Linked DNA regions of Mus musculus: regions 2, 3, 4, 5, 6 and 7 are each linked to region 1. The links are chromatin contacts, called in public Hi-C and promoter capture Hi-C maps. All regions are on one chromosome and are shown on one strand. The core of a region is the stretch at or near the end of the contact, and the rest is flanking DNA. Distances in the headings are between cores, read along the strand shown.

The links. Promoter capture Hi-C pulls out the DNA fragments that hold promoters and counts their contacts. Hi-C and Micro-C count contacts between places; a contact is called where the count stands out from the background. Capture Hi-C pulls out chosen DNA fragments and counts their contacts.
Region 2: a promoter capture Hi-C map of pre-B cells shows a contact between it and region 1. The contact joins the promoter of Bst1 here to the promoter of Lap3 in region 1. A contact is called at or near these places in 7 of 39 promoter capture datasets (the 3T3-L1 cell line, cranial neural crest, hippocampal neurons and 3 more) and 6 of 115 datasets of contacts at active chromatin or transcription factors (differentiating embryonic stem cells, embryonic stem cells, large pre-B cells and 2 more).
Region 3: a contact with region 1 is called in a Hi-C map of CD8 T cells, with 2.5 times the contacts expected there. The contact joins the enhancer-like site here to the promoter of Lap3 in region 1. A contact is called at or near these places in 6 of 39 promoter capture datasets (the 3T3-L1 cell line, cranial neural crest, liver and 2 more), 4 of 484 Hi-C or Micro-C datasets (CD8 T cells, embryonic stem cells, olfactory sensory neurons and 1 more), 5 of 115 datasets of contacts at active chromatin or transcription factors (astrocytes, embryonic forebrain, embryonic stem cells and 1 more) and 1 of 9 other capture datasets (liver).
Region 4: a contact with region 1 is called in a promoter capture Hi-C map of liver, with 4 times the contacts expected there. The contact joins the enhancer-like site here to the promoter of Lap3 in region 1. A contact is called at or near these places in 5 of 39 promoter capture datasets (3T3-L1-derived adipocytes, liver, neural stem cells and 2 more) and 1 of 115 datasets of contacts at active chromatin or transcription factors (astrocytes).
Region 5: a contact with region 1 is called in a promoter capture Hi-C map of the C10 cell line, with 2.8 times the contacts expected there. The contact joins the enhancer-like site here to the promoter of Lap3 in region 1. A contact is called at or near these places in 6 of 39 promoter capture datasets (the C10 cell line, hippocampal neurons, liver and 2 more).
Region 6: a promoter capture Hi-C map of adipose tissue shows a contact between it and region 1, with 3 times the contacts expected there. The contact joins the promoter of Cc2d2a here to the promoter of Lap3 in region 1. A contact is called at or near these places in 5 of 39 promoter capture datasets (the 3T3-L1 cell line, cranial neural crest, frontonasal cranial neural crest and 2 more), 2 of 115 datasets of contacts at active chromatin or transcription factors (astrocytes and forebrain) and 1 of 9 other capture datasets (adipose tissue).
Region 7: a contact with region 1 is called in a promoter capture Hi-C map of embryonic stem cells, with 4 times the contacts expected there. The contact joins the promoter of Cd38 here to the promoter of Lap3 in region 1. A contact is called at or near these places in 11 of 39 promoter capture datasets (the 3T3-L1 cell line, 3T3-L1-derived adipocytes, cranial neural crest and 7 more), 1 of 484 Hi-C or Micro-C datasets (B cells), 5 of 115 datasets of contacts at active chromatin or transcription factors (differentiating embryonic stem cells, embryonic stem cells, forebrain and 1 more) and 1 of 9 other capture datasets (embryonic stem cells).

What each region holds. Positions count from the first base shown.
Region 1 is chr5:45,492,003-45,494,702 of GRCm38.p6, forward strand. It overlaps Lap3 (leucine aminopeptidase 3), which reads left to right and starts at 1,372. Exons shown (of 13, transcript NM_024434.6): 1 at 1,372-1,559. The coding sequence starts at 1,458.
Region 2 is chr5:43,817,549-43,820,248 of GRCm38.p6, forward strand. Bst1 (bone marrow stromal cell antigen 1) reads left to right here and starts at 1,345. Exons shown (of 9, transcript NM_009763.3): 1 at 1,345-1,545. The coding sequence starts at 1,379.
Region 3 is chr5:43,769,350-43,772,049 of GRCm38.p6, forward strand. Fbxl5 (F-box and leucine-rich repeat protein 5) reads right to left here. Exons shown (of 11, transcript NM_001159963.1): 3 at 1,388-1,483. Among named protein-coding and RNA genes, the nearest start is that of Fbxl5, 11 kb to the right of the region's middle. Within about 2 kb of position 1,327, at least 42 of the 459 cell types and tissues checked have an H3K27ac peak or open chromatin away from gene starts, as enhancers often do. A contact at or near this core is called in CD8 T cells, where this site is marked.
Region 4 is chr5:43,903,497-43,906,196 of GRCm38.p6, forward strand. It overlaps Cd38 (CD38 antigen), which reads left to right. Exons shown (of 8, transcript NM_007646.5): 4 at 99-184; 5 at 2,668-2,700. Among named protein-coding and RNA genes, the nearest start is that of Gm16015, 5.0 kb to the right of the region's middle. Within about 2 kb of position 1,440, at least 5 of the 459 cell types and tissues checked have an H3K27ac peak or open chromatin away from gene starts, as enhancers often do. A contact at or near this core is called in liver, where this site is marked.
Region 5 is chr5:43,946,818-43,949,517 of GRCm38.p6, forward strand. No RefSeq gene overlaps it. Among named protein-coding and RNA genes, the nearest start is that of Fgfbp1, 34 kb to the right of the region's middle. Within about 2 kb of position 1,379, at least 291 of the 459 cell types and tissues checked have an H3K27ac peak or open chromatin away from gene starts, as enhancers often do. A contact at or near this core is called in liver and second pharyngeal arch cranial neural crest, where this site is marked.
Region 6 is chr5:43,661,075-43,663,774 of GRCm38.p6, forward strand. Cc2d2a (coiled-coil and C2 domain containing 2A) reads left to right here and starts at 1,305. Exons shown (of 38, transcript NM_001359906.1): 1 at 1,305-1,485.
Region 7 is chr5:43,867,551-43,870,250 of GRCm38.p6, forward strand. It overlaps Cd38 (CD38 antigen), which reads left to right and starts at 1,259. Exons shown (of 8, transcript NM_007646.5): 1 at 1,259-1,570. The coding sequence starts at 1,326.

The sequences.
Region 1 (2,700 bases), core at 122-2,621:
CATTCAAATATTTATGAGCACCTTGTTTGCATAGGCCCTAGATATGGACTAGATGCTAGATTTTGGCATGAATACACAGAAGTGAAAGCCACGTCCTACACACACACACATACACACACACACACACACACACACACACACACACACGAGCAGGATACAGGTGATTAGCAATTTGAGACAGGTTGCTTTGGGAGTAGGAGACATAAAACCCACAGTGGGATGGTCTGGAGGCATTTCTTGTGGAAGAAATGTCCTTAAACAAAATAAAAAAGGCAGAAGGAACTTGATCTTATTACGTTAGTAACCTTTTTATCACCAGGACAAAACTTTCTGAAGCTGTCAAATTAAAAAGAGGAAAGACTTTAGTTCCTAGCTCCAGAGGTTCCCGTGGTCATTCAGTGCACGGGTTTAGGGCCAGCATAGCAATTATGCTGAACACATACGATGGGATGCCTCTTCATCTGTGGTGAATCAGAGACAGGCAGCCGGGTCCTGGGATCACAGCATTTTCCTTGAAACCTCCCAACTTCTTTCTACTAGGTCCCATGTTCTACGTGTTCCACCTCCTCCCTGCAGCACCACGAGCTGCTGACCAAGAGCTGCTGACCAAAGCTTTAAAATATGAGCCTTGTCAGTAGTGAGGGTGGGCTACTAATGGGGACAATCATGGCCCATATCCGGATGTCTACATAAGACACTCTTCAAAACAGTTTTTGTAATCACTGTACTTCTTGCCCTTATTGGATAATGAAGGATGGCAGATATGCTACATTAAAGTATGCCACTTGAGCATCAATATTTTGCACCTAAAAGGCACTTGAATAGAACTAAATGCAAGAAGAGCCATCTTTGGGTCTCCCAAACCCCAAAGCAGAACGTCAAACCACCATGTAAACTACTGCTACCCCAAATACTTTTACCCGAGGTGAGGCGTTAAGGAAGCTAGAAATCTGCCCAAATGAACCTTATTTAGCTAATTATTACATTCTTTTTGTTTTCCTTTATGCTTAGTTACTTTTTCATAACTATTTACTATTCAATATAAGCACTTGGACCTGATCACTTTCAGGATCCTCATTTTCCTGTAAGGGCTTCCATGTATACACAAACTTGTTAAATAAAATTGACATACTTCTGTTAAACTGCCTTAAACCAAATTCTCAGGCTTCCCACGCGAGCACGAGCAAGCCGACACGCCCCTGAGCCCGCAGAAACCACGCCCACGACGCCGGCCCGCAAGAACAGAAGCCCCGCCCCCAAGGGCCTGCCGCCCTTCCCTAAGGCTCAGTAGCGGGTCTCCGCCCAGTTGCCGACGGCCCCGCCCCCAAGGCCCCGCACAGGTCCGGCTTTCCAAGCGCGCGTCCGGCGACCCCGGAGGTCCCGCCTCCAGGCGCGCGCCCTGCCACGCGCCACGTGCTCCTTCTCTGGAGGGCGGCGCCGAGGGCCGAGCCGAGAAGATGTACTTGCTGCCCCTTCCGGCTGCCGCGCGAGTCGCGCTCCGCCGCCTGGGAGTGAGAGGTCTCTGGGATCGGGGTCTGTCCACCGCAGACATGACGAAGGTGAGTGGAGGCGGCTCGCTCTCGGGCGGCCGCGCGAGCCCTGGCGGCGGGCAGCAGGGTGACCCGGCGTATCCAGGCCGCGATGTGTCGGACGGACGCATCAAGTTGCAGAAATGAGCTGAACAGAAAAGTTCCCTGGGTTTGCAGGACACCAGCCTGGGCCCGGCTTGCGACGAGGGCGGCCGATGCTGTTTGCCGAGGGCGCGTCCTTTCTTCCTAACTGGACAGTGCTGGGTTCTGAAGGCTGAGCAGAACCGCTCACTCCACCTAACCAGTGTTTACTGACTCCTCTAACTGAGCTCTGAAAAATTACACGCGCCTAGTTCGCCAATTCTTTTAGTTCTCACAGAGACCCTAGAAAGGACGACGGTAGGATTGTCCCAAAGCCTGCTACGCTTCCAGAGTAGCCAGTCACAGGGCCTGGACCCCTCCCCCCGCTGAAGTGAAGTGGAAGGCCCTGGGGGAGGAAACTGCTGGATTGGGTTTCTGTCCTTTTAGGGGAAAGGGTTTTATTGAGAGAGGTCATCTTGAAATTGGAAGAGGGTCTTCTCCATAGTCTGAGAAATTATGAAGGACCCTCAGATGGGAAAAGTCTGGAAGGGCTCATTGGAGTACTTCCAGGTCATACTTCCAGGACCTGGTGAGGGAGGAATGTTCCAGATGGAGCTTTGAACTCAGGTCGCCTGCAGTTATCACAGATAGCAGAGGAGTTAGGCAGACACCTTTCCAGCCCTGGCCGGTAACATTGGATTGTCCCAGGTTGGTCTCATGGAACCCCAGAATGAACAATCTTGGGAAAGTTAGAACCTAGCACTTACCATTGCTAAGGACGCCTGTTTTCTTCAGTGGAAAGATGGGTCCGGAGTACCTGGGGTGTTTTTTGGAAAGGGCCCTGACCAGAAAGAAGGCATGTGCACTGTCAAAGTTTAACTACGCAGGAGCTCCAGTGTCAGGGACTAGGTTTCCTTATCTGGCAAATGAGAGAAAAGTACTCCTTGAAGTGGCCGTAAGGGAGGCAGTATTTTAAAAGTCGTAAATTGCCTTGTGAAGTCAAATGATGAGCAGTGGTTTTACATCCTTATTTCAGGTGTTTGGGGCGGGGAGCGTGTGACAGAAATGTGGAGCCACACCATTAAGTGCT
Region 2 (2,700 bases), core at 95-2,594, 1.7 Mb before region 1:
TCCACAGGTTGTCACAGAAGTATAGAAAGCGCAGTGAAAAGTTTCCCTTTGACAAGGAAGCCCACTGAGTAGCTGATCTCTTGAAACATTTGATTCAGATATTGGAATTACTCATACTGACCTGCTCTAGCACAACACAGTATGTTGGGTTTTCCCAAAAGAAAGTAGTTGGCGGGGCTTAGGAATTCAGGAAAGAAATTCACATTTTCCTCACAGGAAAAAAAAATCTCACTTAGGAAATTGTTTTTGAAAATGATCTTTGTGTAACAATCTTGGCATATTATAGTGATTGGTTTTTTGGGGGTTTTGGGGACTTTTGGGGTTGCTGTTTATTTACTTTTTTTGGCAATTTCTTTTTTAAAGAAAGATTTTTTTATTTACATTTCAAATATTATCCCCTTTCCTGGTTTCCCCTCTGAAAATTCCCTCTCCCCTCTCCCCTCCCCCTGCTCCCTAACCCTCTCACTCCCATTCCTGGTCCTGATATTCCCTTATACTGGGGCATAGAGCCTTCACTACCATGCAAGGCAATCATCACAGAACTCCAGAATATGAGTGTAAACATCTCTAATGGGTATTTTGGCTTCATTGGAGTTATCCTTTGGTCTTCAAAAATTCACATCCATCCTACATGATAAATTCCTTTACCTAACCTACCGTCCCCTACAATTATGAACTTATTTTAGTATCAATTCAAGTCCCCAAATCTCACATCTAAACTGCCTAAATTACAAAGGAGTGTAGCTCTGACCGTACTGTATTCTCAGACAAAGTTATCTGTGAGCACTTGGAAAACTAGAAAACAAGCCCTGTGCTCCAGAATCCATGGGGCAGGTGTAAGTGATGCCTGTGGACGATGTCCCTCACAAAGGAAGAAAAGGAAAGACAAAACAGGCACCAGTCAGTCACATCCAGAGTCCACCCAGACAAACTCCCTAAGAGTCAACTTAGGAATGGCATGTGATTCTTGTCTGTGCCCTTGTGCCTTCGGCTTTTCTCAAAGCCATCAATTTTCACTAAGGGTAGCACATGTCTCTCCTGGAAAGACTGTGTGAACCAGGACAGAATTTAAGTTTGCTTAGGGCTCACATGGTAACAGATTTCTATAGAGGTGTGTGTGTGTGTGTGTGTGTGTGTGTGCGCGCGCGCGCTTCAAATTCCCATTCCCTTTGGGGTCCCTCCACGAGGCGTCTTTTGCCAGGCAATGCCCTAAGTTTAATTTCTGTCGTAATGGAAGAGGAAAGAGGATGGGAGGTGGGCTGGCTTGGCATCTGGATGAGTCCTGCCAAAGCTCAGCTAAGGGGAACCGCCTCCTCAGTGGAAGAGGAACTGGGAGGAGTCCAAGAGGCCACGGGCTAGAGGAATCAAAGTCTTCTTGATGGCTGTCCAGGGAGGCCTGTTGTCTCTGTGGCTGTGGCTATGGCTGTCCTTGCTGACAGTGCTTCTGGGGGCAAGAGCGCGGTGGACAGGGGAGGGTACCACTCCTCACCTCCAGAGCATCTTCCTGGGCCGCTGCGCAGAGTACACCACGCTGCTGAGCCTGGGGTAAGTGCTAAGCCAGACAGTGAAAAGGCAGAAGGGTGGGGTGAGGTGAGGGCTTTGGAAAGTCAGGTGGAGGGACTAGCGGGACTCCATGCAGGTGATGTGTATGTAGGTGATTCTTAGGGACAAGATCCCCTGTGCAGGGGATTTCCAGACCCGGGAGGAAACTGCTAAGGCTGCCCCTGTGGGTGTAGAGGTGAGGAGAAAGCTGTAATGCGACACCAGTCTAGAGGTGAATTTGAGTGAAAGAGCCTTGCCTACTATCAACAACTGCCAGTTTGGGTATTTTGAGCACCACTTGGGAATTAGCTCCCCTTGTCCCATCTAGAGGATTCTGGTTCCCCCTACCTTGTGCACACTGTGTTTCCTATTGAAATAATTTCCTTCTCTGGATCTGCTTTTTTGTGTTGTTACACCACTCTTTCTCATGCCAGTTGTTTTTAATTGGGATGCAGCTCAATAAAATAAAATGAGAGAATAACATAAGAAGTCAGGTTGGTCATTGTCACCAAAGGTAGGACAACATGACCATTGCTATAGAACGTGATTTTGAAAGGCGTCCTGGACCTCAGGAGTGAAAACTGGCCCCAGAAGCCACTCTGACTCAGTAGAGGAAACTGCTCCCAACACTTGGCATCCACTCCTATCTTCCCAAGTCTTGCCTCCTGACTTGACCTCAGTGGGCCCAGAGACTCGCCCTCTAATGAACCTGAACAAGGAGCTCCACTCTTGTGTCTTAATGAATAGGCGAAAGCCAGAGGTGTGGTTCAGTGCTAGAACAGTTGACTACATGATACATGTGCAGTACCTCCACCACAGACAGAGGGGGGGGAAGGGGGAGGGGAGGGGAAGGGGGAGGGGGAGGGAGAGGGGGACGGAGAGGGAGGGGGGAGGGAGAGGGAGAAGGAGAGTTCTGAAAACCAGAAGTTTCCTGGTTTATTGACATTGAAATTGTCACTTTCTAGCATCACTTTTATCTGTGGCCTTGTCTGCTTCTGTCATAAGTCTGGAGGTGGGGATGGGGTAGGGGACTGCTTTCCTTAAACTGGAGAACTCTGTTTTGTTGTGTGCACAGAATGTGTGTGTGTGTGTGTGTGTGTGTGTGTGTGTGTGTGTGTGTATGTGTGTGTGTTGTGCCTGTGCCCACAGAGAGGAAGA
Region 3 (2,700 bases), core at 77-2,576, 1.7 Mb before region 1:
TCCAGGTAGAAGGAGAGGTAGAGAGAAGCCAGGAGGAGTAGAGAGAGGGGAAACCATAGCCAGGATATATTATATTAGAAAAAAAATTTTTTTTTCAAAAAGAAAAAAGACTGTTTGTTACCTTGGTTTCAGCACAGGCTACATACTACAATGTAAAGAATAATATCAACTACCAAAGAAGAACACCAAGGCAATGCTGCCTATCCCAAGTAGAGTTTTGAGGGTAGCCTACACTTCATTTTATTATCAAGGCATTATAAAATGAAAACATAATTGCAAATCACTACAATAAATGATTTACAACTAAAAAAAGAGGATTCATAGGCCAACAAGGTGGCTTGGTGGGTAAAAATATTTGCTCCCAAGAAAGATGACCTGAGTTGAATTCTCAGAACCCATAGTGGAAGGAGACAATTCCCAATTGCACAATGAATGTTTTGGCTTTGTTTTTCAAAGTAGAGCTGGAAAGATGGCTAGGCAGTTAAGGCTACTTGCTGCTACTGTGAAGGGCCTGAGTTTGGCTTTAGTGCCCATATGGTGACTCACAAGCATCTGGAACTTCACTCCAGGAAAACAGATATTGTCCATTGGCACAAAGTGCACATACAAACATGCAGAAAAACACACTCATACATGTAAAATGAAAATAGATCTTTAGAAGAGAAAAAAGGCAGATGTAGTCAGTCCTCATAGGATAGTTTCTCTTTATCTTACACTGGATACTTAATCATCCTTTATTACTCAAAGAAAACAAATTGTTTTGCAGTGTGTTAGTGATATGCTAATGCATGTATGTGAGGCACAACAGTGATAAACTTAGCCACTATTTAATTACTCAAGTCCACTAATGAAAAAACACTAAGAACTCTTTAAACCTGGCAAAAAGAAAATATTTAAAGATTTACAGAATCTTCTAAAAGTTCTGAAAAATTAGTGACAATTATGAAAATGTATCATAGTGCCATCACACATAAAAATATACTTATGGGGCTGGAGAGATGGCTCAGCAGTTGAGAGCACTGACTGCTCTTCCAGAGGTCCTGAGTTCAATTCCCAGCAACCACATGGTGGCTCACAACCATCTGTAATGGGATCCGATGCCCTCTTCCGGTGTGTCTGAAGACAGCGACAGTGTACTCACATATATATAATAAATATTTAAAAATATATATATACTTATTCTTAAGTAAATAAAATCATTCATTCAGTAAAAGAAGAATTAAAGCTATGCTTTTTATAATTCCACTGGATTTCATTCCTGTGCCCAAGAAGAAACAGCTGATTCTATCAACAGCACATTTCCTCCTTCTTTTGAGGAACTCAACTCAAAATAGTATCTTCTGTTAAATTACGAATATAAATCACAACAAAGAAAAACTCTACTTACCTCTTCTTCCTCTTTCATGTGAGGAAGAAAATCTCTTGTAAAAGCCTCCAATCTCTCTTTCAGCTGTTTTGCATAATTTAACTGTTCGTACTCATTCTAGAAACAAAGAGTAATACACATTTAGCAGGAAGTAGAGACACTTATCTTTAATGCCAGAACTCAGGAGGCAGGAACAAATGGTTCTCTAAATTTGAGGTCAGCCTAGCCTACATAGCAAGTTCCAGACCAGCCAGGGCTACATAGTAGGATTCTGCCTCAAATATATGTAAGTTTTGCTTCACTGTAATGTTGTATAAAGGTTTGCTTCATTATATACTGCTTGATCACAGGAAGTCCATTTAGTTTTCTTTTAGCATAAAGATGTCCTTGGAGCCAGGGTGCAGCTCAGAGCTAGAGCACTTGCTAACGTGTCTACACTCTACAGTCAGCCTTGGCACACCACCTCCCACACACAGCCCTGAAACAAGCTCTGAGCTCCCTACTAACTCCAATTCTGGTTTTTAAATTTTACTAAAATAGAGAAAAGATATTTTAAAATATATTACAAATATACTATAAAGTTTTCATAATACATTTTATGTTATCCTAACAGGCCATAAATATTAATATCAACATTTCTAAAGGCAAGAAATTCACACTTTAATCATTCTAATTCTGGACACCTCTCAAGAGCCAAACATTTCTTTCACATATGAATTAAAATCAAACCTCTCTCTAATTTCTCCATCTTTTCCAATGTAAAAATATAGGGAGCATTCAAAATAGTGAAATACTTAAAACTATGATACTGTGGTGACCTGAAGGAGAATGTCCCCAAAGGCTCTGGTATCTGAGGTTTGGACCTGCTTAGCAGCACTGCCGGGGAGACTTAGGAGATGTGGCCCCACTCAAAGAAGTATGTCACTTGGGACAGACTTCAAGAGATTAAAAATCCTCATCATTTCTTGTTCATTTCAAGCTCAGTCTACTTCCTGTTTCCTGTGTGTGGTTTAAGATTTGAGTACTTTGCTCTCAGCTCCAATCACTATACCTGCCGGTTAACACACACACACACACACACACACACACACACACGGAAGGAGGCATAAGCTCTAAATAAACCCTTCTAAGTTTTCTTGGTCATGGTGCTTTATTACAGCAATAAAAAGTAACTAAGACAAGTACTAATTTATCTCTGTCAGGACCTGATTTTTCTTTTAGATAATTTATTCAATTACTTTCCAATATTCAGTTCACTGTTGAACTCTGCTGAGACTTTGACATATCCCTTAAACCCATCCATACGTACGGCTTCCAATTCCACATATATGCTA
Region 4 (2,700 bases), core at 190-2,689, 1.6 Mb before region 1:
GTTGGAAAGTTCTCCTATGGGGATTGGACAGCCAAGAACGGAGCCCAAAGGTACATTTCCTTTCCATTTAACTGTTTTCTATAAACGATGTGTTTTAGATATGAACTATGTCTCTTGCCCACATTGGAGTGAAAACTGTCCCAACAACCCTATTACTGTGTTCTGGAAAGTGATTTCCCAAAAGGTAAGTCACAAATAGTTAAATTCTAGAGTTTTCACTGAAGATACTGTTCAGTCCATGACTGGTTGACTTCTGGCCCTTTGGGTGGGGGGTACAGATGATTTTAGGTGTAAAAGTATGAAAGGAAATCATGCCAGAAGATTTTTCTACACAACTTCAGAACACCCAGGAAGGCTTGGGAGCTCAGGGGAAGAAACCTAACCCAGTGAGGAGGTAACACTCACTGGCTGTGTCTACCAGGATGCTAGGCTTGGCTTAGTCCTGGGACCCAGGTATTGACTTGATTTCTGGAACAGTCTTAATAATTGGCATTTGTAGACCACTTGATGTGTGTCCAACTCTTTGCAGGAGTTAAGAACTCTAGCCTCACAACAGCCATATGAAACACCATCAATATCACGACTACTTGTAAAAATCTTTTTTAAAATTTGTTTACCTTTATTTTTATATGAATTGGTGTTTTTGCCTGCATGTCTGTCTATGTGAGAGTGTCAGATCTTGGAGTTACAAACTGCCATATGGGTATTAGGATTTGAACCCAGGTTCTCTGGTAGATCTGTCAGTGCCTTTAACTGCTGCACTATATTTCCAACCCCCAAAACCAATTTTCTTAGACATTCTGATCAGTTTCCTTATTTCATCTTCACCAAATGGAAATTAACACATACCTAGTCTAGATAGCTATTGGTGCATTCAAATAAAATATCACTAGCTTGTTAAGTAATGGAACCCACCTACACAACAAATGTTTATTGAAGACTTACTGCATGTTTTAAAAACTCAAAGACGCTGTATATTTTTGTTTGCTCGCTTTTACAGAGAATGTTTTCCATTTGTGTTATCACTTTGGGATATGTTTTACAGCCACATCATCTCTGAAACCCCCTACAGCAGTTCATGTTTTATATAAACTAAATGCTTCCTTGTATCACATCTCAGCCTTGGTACCAAGGCTAAGATGCTGAGGGTGATTGGAGGCACCTTGGCTTCTGAGACACTGTGCACCTGTACCTTGTTCTAGGATCTCTTTGAGGAAGACAAACAAACTAGTCCCTCTTTTTGACAATAAGGATGGTTCTTCTTACAGGTTTGAATTCCCAGATCACCTTGTTGCTAAGTTGTGTGACCTTGAGGCCAACGGTGCCAATGCTTACTTTGTGTCAGAGGACTTGTGAGAATTCTCCTTTATAGGGTTCAGGACTCTTCTGGGTCAGTGCTTAATGATTAATCATAAGGAGTAGGACTTGGTCCCTCTGTGGTTACACAAGCACCACTGGACTTCATAATAAAGCTCTGAATCTATCTGTAGTGTAGAAGTCACCCGCAGAGTAAAGTGCAGGTTCCCCAACAAAGTACAAGGCCATCTATGAACTGAATATTCAATATCGACTGCAACTTTCCCCACAAACTACTGTTCTCCTAAACCAAGGGCCCCTTCCAGTCACAGCTTCACCAGTGGAGTCCTGACCGCTCTTTGGGACGTGGGTTCTGTTTGCTATACAGCACTTTCTTGGTCTTTCCTAGTGTCCAGTGCAGAGTATCTTCTTTTCTCCTGTCATCCTTTTCATCCCTGGAATTTTACTGAGTAAAACATACCTGTGTCATGCACTAGGTATAAAGCACTGAAAGTTCTAGAAGCACATAGGAATCCAAGCTCTTTGTTCTCACAAAGCTCTTCGTACTGACGGCTAAAACTGTTCAACCCGCCATAACAATGAAATGTTGTTAAGTAATGTGCACAGATGTCGTGGAAGGAGACCCACGTCCCAGAGGTCTGTCTCCAAAGGAAGCTGAACAGTACTCCGTTCACATGGTGACCTCCAGTGCTTAGCAGACCTCCCAGCTGAAAGTTGGTTGCATGAAGAAATAAAACTCCTTGTTCAACCATGTTCTTTTATTCAAGCACCACACTCCCTCCTTCTTTATGCCTTTCTAGAGCCTCAGGATCACTGCCTCTTACCTGGGCTTCCCTTTCTACAGTGTTCCCCTAAATTGTCCACCTTACTTCTGCTAAATAAGATGTAGCATCTACAGAACATGATACCAAGTGAGTGCTTTCATTCATGCAAATTGCCATGGCTGCATTAAGAATTCATACAAAGTAAATTCTTCCTGTGGCTTAGACTATTGGATAGATTCACCATTCTTGTACTAGAACTAGGGAGGCTATTCTCTCTCCCTCTCTAGTTAGTACTAAGTACTCTTTGGATGGAATTGCTGAAGAATAATGATGAACTTCCTTTTCTTCCTCCTCTTCTTCCTCTTCCTCCTCTTTCTCCTCCTCCTCCTCTTCCTCTTCTTCCTTCTCTTCTTGGTTTTGGTCTTTGACAGGGTTTCTCTGTATAGCTTTGGCTGTCCTGGACATCACTCTGTAGACCAGGCTACTCCAAACTAGCAGAGATCCAACCACCTGCCTTTGCCTCCCAAGTGCTGCAATCAAAGGCATGTGTCACCACTCAGTCTGGCTGACGGACTTCTTTTTTAAGTTTGCAGAAGATGCCTGTGGTGTGGTCCAAGTG
Region 5 (2,700 bases), core at 129-2,628, 1.5 Mb before region 1:
ACAGCAGCATGCTCAACAGTAATTATAACCATTGAGGACCTCCAGGTCATGTCCTACCTTGACATCGATGTTTTAAGTCTTCTACCTTTTCTCCTCTCTCGACTGCTTGCTTTCTAATTGTTCCAGCCTGAGACTCCTCACACTGAAGTGTAAATGGAGTCCTGAAACCTTATTTTAAAATACAGTTTGAGAGGCCTGTGAGGTGGCTGAGCAAGCGAAGGCACTGGCTGCACAACCCTGACTGCTCAAGTTCAATCTCCAGACCTCACCACCACCAAAAGGCAGAAGGAGACAACCAACTAGCACCCTCTCTCTCTCTCTCTCTCTCTCTCTCCCTCCCTCTCTCTCTCTCTCTCTCACTCACACACACACACACACACACACACACACACACACACACACACAATTTTAGATGCAACTTACTCTCACCTACACCACTCTTTGAATTCGCTCATAGCATGCTCTGCTTTTTTTCCTAACAGTTAATTTGCTACATAGCTGGTCGCTAGTCATTCATCATCTAACCTCCCCAATCCCGGAAACGTATGCCTCATGGTACAGCAACACCTTGGAGCCCTGTCTAGCTCCGTGTATTTGTTGACTGAAGGGTAAGTCAACGTGAAGGGACACAGTAGTCTCTTGAAAAGCTATGAAGGTAGGTTGGGCCTGGCAGTCGCCAGGGAGAAGGGACTTTCCTCATCCTATCCAACTCAGCTGTCAACTGATCTCTTAGGGGTTAAGAGAAAAAGAAATGCAGAGACTCCACTTCCTGGCCTGTCATTTTACTAATTGCTTAAAGTCACCCTCCCTTGATCTCTGGTTCCTCATTTGCAACTTGAAAGCAAAGCACAGGTTTCCAAGGAGATTAGAAAATAAGTTTGCACAGAAGCAGGGTCTGTCGTTTCTCAAAATCCCTGCCGATCTTAATTAATGTGGTATAACAGAGAGCCCACGGGTGCCCCCCTAGAGTGTGTCAGAGTCACATAAATAACCTGGCTCCAAGGAAGTACGAGGTGTAGGAAGGGGGTGGCTGTCTCCCACTTCTCCCAGTCTTCCCATATAAACTCTCCTTCCAATTACCTCTCATTTTCAGTCTTTGTAACTTAAGAGGCAAAATAATTTTTGTTAAAGCCAACCCCCTTAAAAATAATGATAAAAACCATCTCCCTCCCTACTTCTCTTAGGAATGTAGGTGGCTGCCTTTCTAGCCAGATGGGGCCTCGAAAGGAATGAGCTAGGGGAAATCTTGGCAGATCTGGGGTGCAGGTTCCCAGAGCTAGGGCTGAGAAAAGAAGGGACCCGCCCGGTTCCCGCCCAGTTCGCTGCAGAGGCACCTGCGGTGACTGGCCGAGACGGCGGCGGAGCTGATTGGCCCGGTGCACATGAGGCGACATCAGGCGGTGGGGCCGGCAGGGCAGGGCAAGGTAGCCTGCGGCACTACCGCTCACTCTGGACGTGCATTTGGCTCCATTCTCCCAGGTGTGCTTAGGCAAGACTGTGAATAACTCAGGCCCAGCTGCTGCCAAGTGGGTGACTAAGAGGACTGCGGGGAGGGGCGGAGAAAGTGAACTTAGAGTGAGAAAGAGTTCCTGTCGAGAGGTACCTGGCAATCTTCAAAGGGAGTTCCCCGACTCGGCAGAGTTAGACCCGCCAGGCACTGTATACAGCAGGCTCATAAGAGTTGCTTGCTGAAGCCGGCTTCCTCACCCATATCAAATGAGTGCTATTTTTAATTCCTAATGTATACAAAAGGAAACTGAAGCTTACAGATGTTACAAGCATCAGCAAGCCGCAACATCCGCCTATACCTCCCTCCCCCATTTACCTGGGCTGGAACAGAATCAATCACCTCTAGCCTCGCCTTTTTTTTTTTTTTTTTTTTTTTTTTTTTTGAGTAATATAAATTCAGCCGGTTGCACATCTGTAATCCCCTGGAATCCTGAGACCAAGTCAGGGTTGGGAGAATTAGAGGTTAGTCTGGGCTCTCTAGTTAAACCCTGTCTTAAAAATGAACAAACCACAAATAGAGCTATGAACCCTGTCTTCCTCCCAGATTTCCACAGGGACTTTCAAACAACTTCCTCCATTGTAGGCGGTGTCAGAACCGGCTGCGACCTCACTCTCTCGCTGGGAAAGCTCTTGTACTCCTTGCCTGCTGATCTTTTCACTGCTGAAGGCAGACACACTGGCGGTTCCCTCAGCCCATCACTACTTCATTTCTCCAGGCAGTGCAGCCCGAGAGGCTTCCTCATGCTGTGGTGGTGCTGAGGGAGCCCTCTCTGGGTTGTCTGCCTTGCCCTTTTCCTCCCTCTCTTCCCCTCCTTCCCCTCCCCCTCCTTACACAGTGGACACAGCGTGCCGGCATCATGACTCATTTTAGAAAGCTTTTGTTTCCATGAGCTCTGGCTATTCATATATACTAGAATTAAAACTATGACAGAAAAACCATCATCTGAGATGAGTAATAGACCTGGTCAGATGGCTTTGTTGGTGAAGTATGGGATTTAAGTTTGAGGCCCAGAACTTTCATTAGATAAAGCTGCTTGTGGTGGGTCTCAATTTATAACCCTGGTGCAGGGAAGGCAGGCACGGGTCTTAGTCTTTTCATTTCTAATTCATTTTCTGCCAGACATTTCCACTCTCTGATCATGGTTGGCAGGAAAGTTGTATAGGTTCTAGCCAAAAAGTGGAGCAAAGGCT
Region 6 (2,700 bases), core at 55-2,554, 1.8 Mb before region 1:
AGTGGCTACAGGCATCTATATTCCCAGCACTGGGGATACAAAGACAGACCAATCAACCAAACACAATCAGCAGCAGTCTCCAAAAACAGCATTCTCCAAACATCAGGCTCCAAAAGAGACCCTTTACTGGGGTTTTCCCTGGAAGGAAGGTTGTGGCATGGTAAGTGTGCTGGTGGGTTTAGAATTAAATAATTTGACTTGTTTCAGAATATTCTGGATCATAGACATGCTCCCTAAGCACCTGCCTCCAGAGTGACTTAGAGCAGAGGGGTACTTCTTGGTGATTGCAGTAGATGGAGATGCCAGCTTGGGGTCAGTTAGTACGTATCAAAGAGAATATATGCATTTCCTTGGAGTCATTTATTGTCTCTAGGAATTAGTTAGCTTCAGAGATCTATCTAAGACCCATGCAGTGAATGCCAGAGCTTTAGGGATACAGAAAATAGGGGCTGGGAGATAGTTCTATTAGTAAAGGGCTTTTCATCACACAAGCATGAGGACCTGGCTTTGAAGGTGGCTAACACTCAGCATGGTGGCCCACGTTTGTTCTATCAGCACCAGACAAGCTAAGACAAGCAGGGATCTGGAGTTAGGCAGGCAGCCTAGCCTAATCACCAAATGCCAGCTTCCAGTCAGAGGTCTTGTCTAAGAAACAAAATGGCAGGCTTCTGAGGAACAACACTTGGGGTTAGGAGGCCGCGGTCTGTGGAGTTCCTTGATCTGTGGTTGTCTTTGGCCTGTAGAGTCTGAGTCTGCTTACTACTGTTCTCACTACTTGGCCTTTTCTCCTGGTTTCTTGCCTTTTTTTTTTTTTTTTTTTTTTTTTTTGAGCCATCTTGTCTGTATCCCTGCTGGGCCGCTGGGTCATTTGTAGTGAAGAGTTGAAGAAACAGAGGTTAGGCGTGTGCGGTCCAGCTTCTGTGCACAGCCAGCCAACATCCCTAATGCAACACACGCTGGAGCTCTGATAGCTCTGATGCCCGGCCACATAGTCTTTGCTACTGCTTACTAGGCAGCTCCACACAACATGGCCCCTCCTGATTCTAAACCACTCTACTTATCAACACCTTCTGTCCTTGACCCAACAGGCCATGCAACCCAGAGACATAAGGCAGGACACCCTGCTGAGAGCCTGAGTCCTCTCTGCTAGGCTGCCCAGTTGCTTTCCCTTTGTCTCTCTTCAGCACGTTATTTTTCCACTGCTTGCCCAGCAAGCTCATATTCCAAGTCTTAAAAGTAAACTGCCACTTTAAAAAAAAAAAGCGGCCGCCTAGTGACCTTCCCTGGGAACTGGTTGCTAAGCTGGTGTTTTTTTTTAAACCCTGAGATATGGCTGCAGCTTCCCAGGGAGTAACCTCTCTTACCCCAGCCCACCCTTTCGCTCATTTCTAAAAGGTTCTCTGGCTTGACACAACTGGTCTCTCATCTCATCCCTTCAGCCCAGCAAGTGGAATCTGCAAACTTCGTTTTGTAGAGTGGACGAAGGTAAATCAGTCTTTAACAGAGACAGGCTGCAGTGTCCTGCTTTCCTCTCCTTTCCGTTCCGGCAGAGAAACCAGCCCCTCCCTGGTGCAGTGAGAGTGGAATGAATGCTTTGTAACGTTAGGGACTCTCATCTTGCTAACATTAGAGACCCTTCATCTTGCTTGCAGTTTCACTCTCTCAATGCAAAGTGGGGGCACTGCAGGGACAGCTCTGATTTCAGCTGCTGTCTGGCTTGCAGGGGAAAAGCAAACCGGTTCACAGAGAGCCTCTCTGGTCAGTGTGCTGCTAAGCACTAGCTGCGTGTTGCTTTCGGGCCTTTAGTTTAAACTGCTCCGGGGAAGGGGAGGGCGGGCCGGAGGGAGTACTCTCCGTGTGGCGAGCTCCACTTTTCTTGTTATTGGACAAAGAGCTCTGAACCGCAGGGCTGAGGTCTGCCAAGCTTTCAGAAGTCTACTGGCCATCAGCTCAGCTGTTTTCATTTTAGGTGCTATGAAATGCTAGGTGCTATGAAATGCTAATAAAATCTAATGAGAAATACATGTCTGCTATTGCATTTTATATAACATTTCTGCAAATAAGTGTAACGACAGCATGCTTTGTATAGAGGGGAACTGTATATGGATAGAGAAAATATGTGCATATATGTATACATAGAGATAGAGAGATATGCACATATATAAACATAGATCAATCTGTATATAGATAGTTGGCCTAGAGTTCACTTACAGAGTCATTTATTCAAGTTTTTAGTGAGCATCAATGATGCAGCAGATGAAGAACTCAAGTTTACAGTGTACAAAACCAACTTAGACCAGGTCCAGTGGTGAGACTTTGCTGGGGAAGCAGATGTAGAAACAGATAATGAGATCAGTGACAAAACAGACTTGTAAAAAGGTCTAAAGAGCTTGGCCCACAGCGGGACTCCTGCCATAGAGGTGCTTCCAGCACCCCCTGTGCAGCTGAGCAATCCCATGAGCAGAGCCTGGGTGCTGACCTGGCCTCATCAAGTGAAAGGTGTCCCGTCCATCTGATTAAATGACCACACACAGCTGTGTCACTCACCTGGTACCCTAGAAGCTGGGGCTAGAGTAACTTGCTGCTACATAATTAATCATTAAAAAGGCACAGGATGGCTCCTGAGAGTTCACAACTTTGAGCGGGCCCTCCCACTCGAAAGGAAAAGCCTCGTCTCTGAAGAGAGAAAGTGAGCATGCG
Region 7 (2,700 bases), core at 9-2,508, 1.6 Mb before region 1:
GGGGGTAGGGATAGGGGTGGGGACATCCTCTTGGAGAGGGGGTGGGGAGGAGGAGGTGAGGGAATGTACCAGGAGGGAGATGAAGTCTGGACTGTAAAAAAAGATTAAAGAATGTATTTTTAAAAAAGAAAAAGAAAACACAGGAAAAAAAAGAAAGAGAGGGAGAGAGGCACACAAAATGAATAAGCAAAATGACAGCAAACGTTTAAAAAAAAATGAAATGCACAGTCTAAAAAAGTCCTCCTGACATACGGAGCTGCAGAGACTTACTCTCCTGCTGCCTTCGGAAGGATTCTCTGTCATCCTGTAGTATAGCTGCAATGCTGCTTTCCCGCATCTTAAAACAGAACAAGGGGCTTTCCTGCCCCAGCTCTTGCATCCAGTACCCTCTGCCTGAAAAGTGTCCCGTGAAAATCCTGTGTCATGATCCATTCTGTGACAAGTCTCTGTTTAAGCAGAAGAGTGCGGGGTCTTCTTGGGAAGGAGAGCCAGGAAGAGCCTTTGTATTTGGGGTTCCCATGTGGGATGAAGTATTACTGCACATGAGATGGGTTGCGAGCATCCTATCAACTCTAAAATCCTACCTTTGTCAACCCCCTAGAGTAAGCAGCAATAACTTACATTTATTGAGTAATCGGTTGTTATGTCTTAGGGATTATGCTAAACACCTAGGAGGTATTAAGCCATCTAATCAAAGCAAGCTTTGATGTAATGAATGTGAGGCTCTGCTCACATCTATCTAGTTCAGAGAGGTAAGTTTATCTTAACAGCACTTTACCATCTGGGGCTGGGTTTGAACTGATACCTCCTGAGAAGAGGGGCAGAGTAAAGCTGAGACTTTAAAGATACTTGGGCAGGATTTTTATCAAAGCTCAGAAGTAGAGGTAAGCAGGCCATTCATTGCCAGGCATTTGGGTGAACAGAGAGAGAGAGGGAGGGAGGAGAGGGAGAGGGAGAATAATTTTACACACACACATACACACACACCTGAGCATAAGTAGCAAACATGTCAAGTGTCAAGGTTGTTGGTCAGGAGTATTCTGAAGCTGTTGTTTGTGTACCAGCAGAGGCTAAAGTGCTGTCTTCTCTTGGAGAGAGAGGTTCTGGTCAGTTTGCTCTGGAGTCTGGAAGTAAGCAGTTGGAGTGCCTGTTGACAACCCAAGAGCCTTATTAGTCCAGTCACCTCCGTGGAACTTTGGAGCAGGAGTAGGGGGTGGGAAAGGAAGCAGATAAAAGCAAGTGAAAAAAAGGAGGAGGGGCAGGCTCTGACCCAGTCAGCCCTGTGCTCTCTTCCTGCCTAGCCTGGGCCAGTCTTCGGGAGCCCAATGGCTAACTATGAATTTAGCCAGGTGTCTGGGGACAGACCTGGCTGCCGCCTCTCTAGGAAAGCCCAGATCGGTCTCGGAGTGGGTCTCCTGGTCCTGATCGCCTTGGTAGTAGGGATCGTGGTCATACTTCTGAGGCCGCGCTCACTCCTGGTGTGGACTGGAGAGCCTACCACGAAGCACTTTTCTGACATCTTCCTGGGACGCTGCCTCATCTACACTCAGATCCTCCGGCCGGAGATGAGGTGAGTTGGCTTCTGAGGCTCACTCTAGGCACAGTGCGCAGCGGGACACCGGGGAAGCAGGCTGTGACTCAGCTGGAGCTCTCGCGGCGGGGGGGAATCTTCCAGATTGTCCCAAACAAAGAATCTTGTGTTGTGGATCAGCTGGAAGCCGAAGGGCAGTGCTGAGCGGAAGGTCTCCTGTTCAAGTTACCAGAACACCGCCTGCACAATGCCTCCTCCGTTTTGGCAGTGTCTGTGATGGGGGCGCCGATCCTTGCTGAGCTCTGCAAAGATGCTCGCTTCCCACAGAGGGTCCTGAACTCTGAAGGAACCCTTAGGGCTATCTTTGGCCACAGCCATGCTTCTGGGACAAAGATTACTCTCAGGCACAGGAACTTCACATTGTCTTTTGGCTTGTGGTTTCCATCAGACACCGCCCCTGCCCAGAAAGTTAAGGTCACAGGCGACATTTAACTAGGTGGCTTGCTCAGCTTGCTGTGGGGGTGGAAGGGGCCAGGAGGATTTTTGTGAATTCAAGGTTAACAAGGGCTGCACAGCAACATTGTAAATTCCAGGACAAGCTTGGGTTACAAAGAGAGACCTGACTCAAAATAAGTTAATTAATTTTAATTAATTACAACACAAAGAAAACAAAAAACAAGCCCAAACAGCATCCTGGTCTTTTTTTTTTTTTGCACCTGATCATTAATAAAAACAAAACAAGACAGACTGTCAAAACTGAAATATTACTCATCAGGTAAGCGAAATCCACTTGGTGATCCTGTGTAGACCCTTGGGAACATCATCTTCATTGGTCAATAGAGTCAGCCCATAGAACCCCTTCCACCCACTACCTGCCCCAGAGGGAATGATTTATGTTGCTTCTCCCTGGCATCATTTTAACGTAGAACTGATTTCTGAAGTCAAACAGAAAGCCCAGCAGGCTGGGAAGGCACACGCAGAAACCCAACTTCACATTCTGTCTTCAGATGCACACACTTCCCGGGTGCTCGAATGCTCAGTGGTTTGGGTCCTGGTCTTACTTGAAAATGTTGGAGTATAAACACTCTCAGGGTCCTGATAAATATTTTGTTTACAGATGTTTAAATGATATTGGTTGTTCAGCCATTTTGATAGCTTGTAAATTTTCT